2 separate regions of the Mus musculus genome follow, and region 1 is linked to region 2. Evidence: chromatin contacts called from public HiChIP or PLAC-seq data. All regions are on one chromosome and are shown on one strand. The core of a region is the stretch at or near the end of the contact, and the rest is flanking DNA. Distances in the headings are between cores, read along the strand shown.

What was found. HiChIP or PLAC-seq counts read pairs in DNA pulled down with a chosen protein or histone mark.
Region 1: a CTCF HiChIP or PLAC-seq map of CD8 T cells shows a contact between it and region 2, with 6 read pairs. The contact joins two enhancer-like sites. A contact is called at or near these places in 1 of 15 datasets of contacts at CTCF or cohesin (CD8 T cells), 2 of 484 Hi-C or Micro-C datasets (CD4 T cells and the N1E-115 cell line) and 3 of 115 datasets of contacts at active chromatin or transcription factors (bone marrow-derived macrophages, embryonic stem cells and extraembryonic endoderm stem cells).

The regions. Positions count from the first base shown.
Region 1 is chr3:144,614,286-144,618,576 of GRCm38.p6, reverse strand. No RefSeq gene overlaps it. Among named protein-coding and RNA genes, the nearest start is that of Selenof, 46 kb to the right of the region's middle. Within about 2 kb of position 1,451, at least 67 of the 459 cell types and tissues checked have an H3K27ac peak or open chromatin away from gene starts, as enhancers often do. A contact at or near this core is called in CD8 T cells, where this site is marked.
Region 2 is chr3:144,397,227-144,401,355 of GRCm38.p6, reverse strand. No RefSeq gene overlaps it. Among named protein-coding and RNA genes, the nearest start is that of Gm34434, 17 kb to the right of the region's middle. Within about 2 kb of position 1,800, at least 51 of the 459 cell types and tissues checked have an H3K27ac peak or open chromatin away from gene starts, as enhancers often do. A contact at or near this core is called in CD8 T cells, where this site is marked.

The sequences.
Region 1 (4,291 bases), core at 202-2,701, 220 kb before region 2:
CGGCATCCTTTTTCTATTCTTAAAACACAGTATTTTTTTCATTTTCTCCCTTTTACCCCCTCCCCTAACTGTCTGAAAAAGGTATCAGGCGAGGCCAAGCAGAAGAGGCAGTGGTCCAGCAGGGCCACGAGCTATGGCAAGACTAACATCCTAGTTAGTTTTATCCGTTAGCTTTAAGTAGTTAGCTCTGACACACCCTAGAGTCAGCTGAGAGGAACTCTCACCCAAGGACCTGGAGGATTGCTCTGTATTGGACTGACCTAGGGGCATGTCTGTAGGGTATGATCTTAATTGTTAGTTGAAGTTGGAGAGCCCACTGTTTGAGACACCATTCCCCTGGCACGTGGTAGTCCTGCACTGTATTATAAAAACCAAGCTGATGGGGCCAGGAGATGACTCAGTGGTCAAGAGCACCGGCTGTTCTTCCAGATGACCCAAGTTCAATTCCAGGCACCCACACAGTGGCTCACAACCATGTGTAGCTCCAGTTCCAGGGGACTGACAACTTCCTCTGACCTCCTAGGGTGCCATTCACAGACATACACACAGACAATCACATCAAAGTGATCCAAAGCCATACCACAGGAAACAGCGTGGGTCACCAGAGTCAGTGCCGTGAAATGACTGGTTAACGTGTTAACGTGTTAGCTGATAATGCATAAGCTGACTAGCCAGCATCAGACGGACTGAAGGCACTCTACAGCTCTGGCTGGAACTGCTTACAATGTCAGCATCTATCCCGAAGTCTAAAATAGAAGCAGAAGTCAGGAATGTTCCAAATGAGGAAGACGTTGAGACTCATGGGAAGCAGAAAAAATGTGTGATCCTGGCTTGAATCCTCTGCTTATAAAAAGCTGCCGATTCCACCGGAAAATCTTAAGTGGACTTGGCTGGAAGAAGGATGTAGGGCAATTCTTTGTAACTATTCTTGTAACTTTTCCACAGGAAACTATTTGAAAAAAAATTAAGTAGTATGATTGCTGTGGCAATACAGCTTATTTGAGCTACTGGTGTGGCTGAGAGAATAACAGGGTGCTGTTGGGTGGGAGATGGGTTGGGGATAACAAACAGGTGGCTCTGAGCAAGAAAGCGTGTTTGTCAGAGGGAAGGAGGATTCATGGTTTGAGCTTCCCTCGTTTGAGCTGTGAGTTTCTTCTTCCCAGCCATGTTGGCCCAAGCACCTTACCTCGAAACTCTCTGTTGCCCTCCCTGCTAGCACTGTCTGTCTACCAGATGCCCCCTGAAAGCACTGTCTACCAGAGGATCCTGAAGATACTGGGAAGCCGAAAGAAGGCTCCTTCAGACACTTAGGAGATATCAGTGCAGTGACATCATATGGCCAGCAGATGGCAGCAGGCAATTCTGGGAAAGAAGAGCCTACTGGAGCAGGGAGGGAGGGCTGGTGAGGCCAGGGCCTGGCTGGCTCCAGCTGTTGGCTCTCTGTGAATTACAGCCTCCTGCCAGGCAACAGAGCCTCCTACAACCCAACCTTGCTCTCTGGAAATAATGGGGGAAAGAGAAGGAGGGCTGAGAGAAAAGTCTTCATTGTGTTTTTGAAGAAAGATGCTTTTATTTCTTCCAATAATGCAGGAGAGAAAAGGAGAAGCCATCATTTCGCAGAACTTGAATGAAATGCCTCAGAGTCCTGGGAGTTAATAGAAAGAGTTGGATTCACTGGTGAGAGGGCGGGACACACCCTCAGTACTCAGGACAAAGGAAGAATACAGACTCAGTTCACTTGTAGTGTGGAGGCAGGGGCTTGAGAATCAGATGAGCCAATCTGTGCATTACAGGGTGTGGTTAAGTATTCGAAAAATCGCTGCAATTGTTGCTACTTATTGGACACTTATTGAGGGCCAGCAAATAACACCCGGCACCAACCCAAGTGTTCGGTGTGTGCTCTATCATGAAATCTCTTCCAGAGTTATGTGTGTGTATGTATTTTGCATATTTCACATTTAAAATTTCAGGCTTAGAGATTGTAACTCATTAATATAAGTTTGTGAGGGTGTTTTACTGTGTGCCTACTGGGGACATACTGACAAGACCAGGGTTGAGGACAAACATGATCCTTCTCTTTTTGTAACTTACTGTCTAGCTGTGAATCCTAGGGTTGAGAACAGAGCCAGGACTTGATTTCAGGTTGGTCAGATACAAACGACTTCTGCTGCCGTTCTAATAACAATAATCGCAATAAAGCTGCACCATTGCTTGCTGTTTAGCACCCCGCTTCCTCCGAGCAGGCCTTTATTAAACCTCTCATTTGTAAAGTAGAAGTTAAAAACACCTAGTTTATAGTTGTCTGGAGAATAAATAAGATAATTCTAATTAAATGCTTACTGTAGTCTGGCATCAAAACTCATCAATAACAGGTCATTGTCATTACTAGGACTGCCTTGGGGTCTGAGATCACACACACACACACAAGTCTCATTAACACATCCTGAGAACTGTCCAAGATTAGACTGTGTCCAGCCTTGAGGTGGAGGAGAGGTTTCATCCCGGAGATGCTAGTTGCTGTTGTTGTTGTTTTGCCTTTGGGAGGGTCACTCCATCATTCTCTCTCCATGTGTCCTGGATGTGGCTGGCCCCAACCCCACCAGGGCTAGACAGATAACTCAGAGCAAGCCGTGTGGGATAATTCCTCCTCCCTGTTGATCATCAATCGAAGGATGAGTATCTCATCCAAATAGCCAATGAGAGTCACTTCAAGGGCTTTTCAAAGAGTTACCAGAAAAGAAATGATCTTTCAACTGAGGCTATTTGCAGGAAGGAATATCAGAACTGAAAGAAGCTGAGAGCAAGGTCACCCGGGAGAAAGACTGTATGTAGTCAATGGATGGCTTGAGAATCCTGATGACATCATCCGAGCCCTGGAGCCAGGGGCTGGCAAGCTTTTACTGGAAAAGGCAGGATCATAAATATATCAGATCATTCCTGCGAGGACCCAACGCATTATGGCTTGAGAGCGGCCTTAGACACTGTGTAAAGAAGTTACGTGGCTTCGTGCCACTAAAACTATTTACAGGAGCACTTGATGGGGCCCGGAGAGATGGCTCAGGGCGGAATGCTTTTCCATAGGGCCTGGGTTCAGTTCCCAGAACCCACATCAGGAAGTTGATAATCCCATATCCAAGGAATACTGCACCCTTTCTGGCCTCTGCAGGTACCCACATACATGTGGGAGACACACATTCATAAGTAAAAATAAAAATTAATCTTATAAAAAAGTCAGGCAATGGGCTAATGATCTCTCTTCTCTGAGGCTGTATGGAAAGCCAGACACCACTGGACTCTTCAGTTAGGGCTGCTGCTCACTTCCTTTCCGGATTAGGCCAGTTTGAGATTTATATCACAACATTGGAAAGGGCTCTGATACAAGCTTCAATTTGATAAAATATGACCTTAATTAATCTGGCATGTTACAGATTACCTAATGGTAAAGAGACTAATTTATCACTCCTATCACCAAGTGGAAACTTTCGGGGCAGCCATTCTTGCTCTAAGTCTATTCTGCAGTGGCTCGTGTTTGAGGGCGCGTGATCCTGCCAAGGAAGTTGAAACATAACTGCCACTAAATCTCCCCAGAGAAGCAGAGCAGGCGTGGGGTAGGGTGCACCTGCAAAGTCTTGAGCAGGCCGTCCAACAAGGGACTACAGTAAATCACCACAGATGAAAGGATCCCAGAAGCTGTCACTGGGCAGAATCTTCTCCAGTGATTATAAAATGAGGGGCTGGGGGTGGGGGTGTTCTGACAGGGGAAGGTCGGGATCTGTGGAAGAGACGGGGCCCAAATGTTCCCGTCCGTGGGATTTATCACCCTTCTTAGGAAATGACTTTGCTGTATGGAAGATTTTGTGTTCTTTGGATCAAGGCTGCTTGTTCTAGCTCTCTAATTTCCTGCAGCTACTCAGACTTTCCTGGAATTAGGCTGATTTATTTGAAAGCCGAATACCGCAGTCCTCATCCTTAGCGCTCAGCAGAGCTCCTGATGGCAAGTTGCAGATATCAGATTTAAGTACCTGCTTCTAAAGAGCGACATGTTTACAGAGCAAGCAGATGTCCTAGGAGTGGCAGAGGATAGCCACCAGCATCTTTACCAGAAGATGGAAAGAACATCACTGGTGTGGGGTCTAATGGGGTGCTAAGTTACACAGCACAGATCTGGAATTCTGTATTCATTACAAGACGGGGGCTGATGTGGGTGAGAGGCATCGAGCAGGCCCCTGGAGGGTGAAGAGTAAGGAAACTTCAACTGGAAAGGATTACTGGGACAATGATCTGGTCCTGA
Region 2 (4,129 bases), core at 551-3,050:
TGACTCGTCTGATGTCTTGGGCAGGTTAACTGTAGGGTTAGCAGGGAGGGTAGTTATAGACAAGCAAGGCCCACTTGGCTTGCCACTGTGCACACTTGGCTTGCCCCCACTTCCTTCTTTCAGAGGTGGCCGTTGCTGGACAATATGACCCTTGAAGGAAGAGATCAACTGCCTGAGATAGGAAAGTTTTATCTCTGAGGTTATTGCAAGTGTGCTCCATCTGCTTCTGTCCAGATCCGAACCGGTAGCCAGATAAACTGCTGTGTTTATCAAGGCTAAACAATCGTCAGAATGCAATTAGCCTGGGAGGCCACTGGCTCCCGATAAGCAATGCCTGCAGCTGGACCCTGCTGAGGACCCAGTCCCACTGCTGAGGACACCACACTATCGCTACCCCCTAATATACTCCGAGTCTCTTTTTTCCCTGCCCTAAATTTTAAAGGGGATTTGATGTCCTAACACATTTGTTTTGGTGTTCTTTGCCCATATTGGGAAATAAAACCCAGTAGCTTTTATAGATGGATAAATCCTTTTAAAAGGCCCTTTTGTTATCACTGTGGGGCTTGTGTGCACTAAAACAGAGTTTTAAGGGACCGATGAAACCCTATAATCACAGTTTGCTATTTCTGGAGTGGACCCCTTCCTGGTATAGACAGAGAATCACAGCCCAGAGGGCCTGGGACTTGTCAGAGGAACATGTTTGTGAACTTTGGGCAGATGTGGGTTGGAAGTTTGGTGTGGCCACCGACCTGGGCCTGACCTTGGATAAACTCCTGGAGCCGCTATTTCCTCGTCTGTTCAGGGAAACCCACAATCTGAGCCTCGCAGCATTGTTGGGAGAGAGGAACACCGTTTCCCTTGGTCAAGGTCACACAGATAACCGAGCAGGGCCAACGCCAGAACTCTAAAAGCACATCCTGGCTCCCAGGTTTCATTCTTTCCACTTCAGGGTCTTCTCTCATCTCCCATTTTCCATTCAACAAAGTGATCTTGTCCTTTGTCCCAGAGTTCAGCACACTTCATATGCTGCACCCCCTGATGGCCTGAGGCCCCATTCTGCTCAGGGACTCATGTTTATACGATGACAGCATCTATATTTTTTTGTCTGGATGAATTAATAACCGGCTTGCCATTGTATTGAGGAAAAACCAGACATCACCTCATGGTCTCAGAAAGGGAGTGTCATTTTTCCTGTACCTTCTGGCAAATGTGCTACTTAGATTTAGTGGCAGCAGAAGAGATTTTACACGGGCGTTTGCCCAGCTGGAGAGTGTCATTGGTCTGTCCACAGCCAGGAGACACCCCATTCCTACCCCAACCTGCCTCATAACATTAAAGATTGAAGTTCTGACTCTGAGGTCCTAGATCTGGCCTGAGTTTGAAGCCTTTGCCTGGGCATCCTCTGAGCCTTGGACACTAGGTGGCGCCACAGGAACATTTGAGACACGTTGTCCACTGGCTAGGACGCGCGTGGCCCTGGGAAATCCTTTGGCTTTCCACCAGCTGCCTCTACCAGATTCCTCCCTCCATCCTGTCTTAGGACCTTCATGTGCTGCACTGCTGGGCGAGGGGGAATTCGCCCTGTGGCTACGACCCAGCATTCGAAACACCAATGGGCTAAGCTCTTTTGTCCTCTGTTACCCTCCTCTCCCCGGAGTCGCTCCCTGCCCGATTATTAATTACTCATTTGCTTTGATTGGCATCAGCTAAAGGTTTGCGTGTTGAGCAAGAGGCCGTCAAAACCCCCACGGCTCCTGCGCACTGCCTGCCTGGGACTATGCTGTAGTTGGGGGGTAACAGCAGCCCGGTTGTCACTAGCTTCAGGCACTGTGTGTCCCACCCCTCCCTGATGCCCAGTACACCACTTGGAGTCGGGCTTTCTCAACTTTCTGTTCACTTCGGTTCTCTTTCCTGGGAACCGGGATTCCCTGTTACATTTCAAATCACAAGGTGGTTTCTCCGGGTCACCTGCTGTCCTCTGGCCTTCCTGTCTGCATCACCATATCCTTTGCCCCATTCAGGCAGCTATTTAGACTCCTGGGCCCACAGACTCGATCGATCCCTGCACTCTACTACAGAGCTCCTACTCTTCACTGACGGTCCTCTATCTTCCACTATTGAAACTCTAATCATATTGAGCCTATAGGTCACCATTGTGTTCCTTCAGAATACCTCCCTGCGGAGAGCTGATGGAGGACACACTGGAGTGGAGATGTCTCCCAGCCCACCCCATGCTGCCTTGTCTTTTGTACTCTTGAGAACATGACATGAATTCTGGGGCGGTTGGTACATTCCTGCCTCCTTTAAGCTGAAAGCACACAAGGGCACACTTGTCAGGATGTCGAAATGGTAGCAACTCGACTTCAGAACAGGTTTTTTTTTTCCTTCCCTAGAAATTCTTCTGGATTTATGACATCGGTGCTAGAGCAGGGCTGGGTGATGCTGTTGGCTGGGACCACAAACCCAGCGACAGAATTCCAACACGCACTTTGACTGCGAGATCAAAGGCGTGATAGGCAGAAAACGAAGGGTTGAGTTGGCAGAAGAGAAAGAGAAAAGGAAGGAAGGGTTACAAGACCAGGGATGCCATGTAGCCATCTTCTGGCCTCTGCTTCACCCTTCTGGCCAATCACATGCTTAATGTCTCCAGCATCTGTCCCCTGCCACTACCTAACCCACAGGAAGTTTGATCTATACTAAAATAACCCTAGTGGCAAATCAAAAGGACTCAGTAAACAGTACCAGTTGCTACCAAGTCTAAGACCTTGGCCCAGACTTTTACCAAACTGCAGAAAAATTGAAAGGCACGTTTTATATACCATGTTTTTAATTCGCCCCCAGGGTGGAAGAGAGGCTATCAGAGAGGATGTGGCCATGCATAGGAGATAAAACATGTGAGCATACTGGCTTCCTTATTCCCACAATGGAATTTTCTCCAGATCCTTGCCTTCTGAAATGAGACACCAGATGCAATTGCACTGTGATACCACTAGGGTGACTCTGCCTGTGGCGGCACATTCTTACCATTGCCTTGTGTGGAAATCAGTGCAACGGTGGGAGACCTGGTCAAACACCCTTCGGCTCAAACCCACATATCCCTTTACCTATAAAAGCCTCTATTGCTGAAACAGAAGAGTCTATCTACATTTCCGGTTTCTTCTGCAGGATTATCCGTGTGCTATTAGGGAATGCCTGCTTTTGATTCAAGACTTGAAATAGCAGGACTGGAATGGAGCTCAGTGCTACACTGTCAGCCTAGCAGGTGCTGGGTTTGATCTTCAGAGCTGCCAAAACGGGCGAACCTTCAAATGCTACAGGGAGCCTCGCTGGTCCACGGATGAAGCCAGTGGACTCAATTGAATTTCCACCGGGATCCTTTCCGAGACGGGCAAACCCTTCTTCAACTTGGAACTGTGAGCACTCTGTAGCTCCGAGAGCTGCCTGTCTCAGGTGGACAGAGATGGTTCTCACAGCTCATTTGGGTGCCCTATCCTCTGGTCCCTGGGCCGTTTACTAATGCTATGAATGAGGCTGTAAGTGTGAAAACCACGGATTAGTAATACCTTCCTTGAGGAAGCCTCTTTGCTTGCTAGCCAGCCTCAAGCAGTGTTATTAAGACCAGCTTGATTATTTTGAGACGGTGGCCCAATTAGAAGCTATAGACTCCTTCGACATAAGTGTTTATACATAGTGCTTCAGATAAAATACATATTTATAAGTATGCGCATGTTGTGTGTGTGTGTGTGTATGTGTGCTTAGCAACTTAATTACCTGGACTGAATTGCTAGAAGAAATATGCAGAAATGAGACCCCTTTTCTGGGGCTAGATTCAGAGCAGAGGACACGCCAGAAAGGGATGGTGCTGTTGGCTTCTCCATGACTTCACAGTGGACGTCCCAAGTGCACAGAGCACTGCCCCACTGTCAAGAGATGGCATCTTTGGCACAAGTTGATTCTGCCCTCTGCTGTGCACCCAGGATGTCCCTTTTGTATTGTGCAGTGTGGGTTGGGGAGCTCGGGGACAAGTGTCCTTGTCATAGCTCCGGAGAGACATCGACTTCAGTCTCCTGTTTCCGGGGCTGGTTGTCTATCTAGCCTTCCTAATGAGCGAATATGTTCTCTTTAAGGA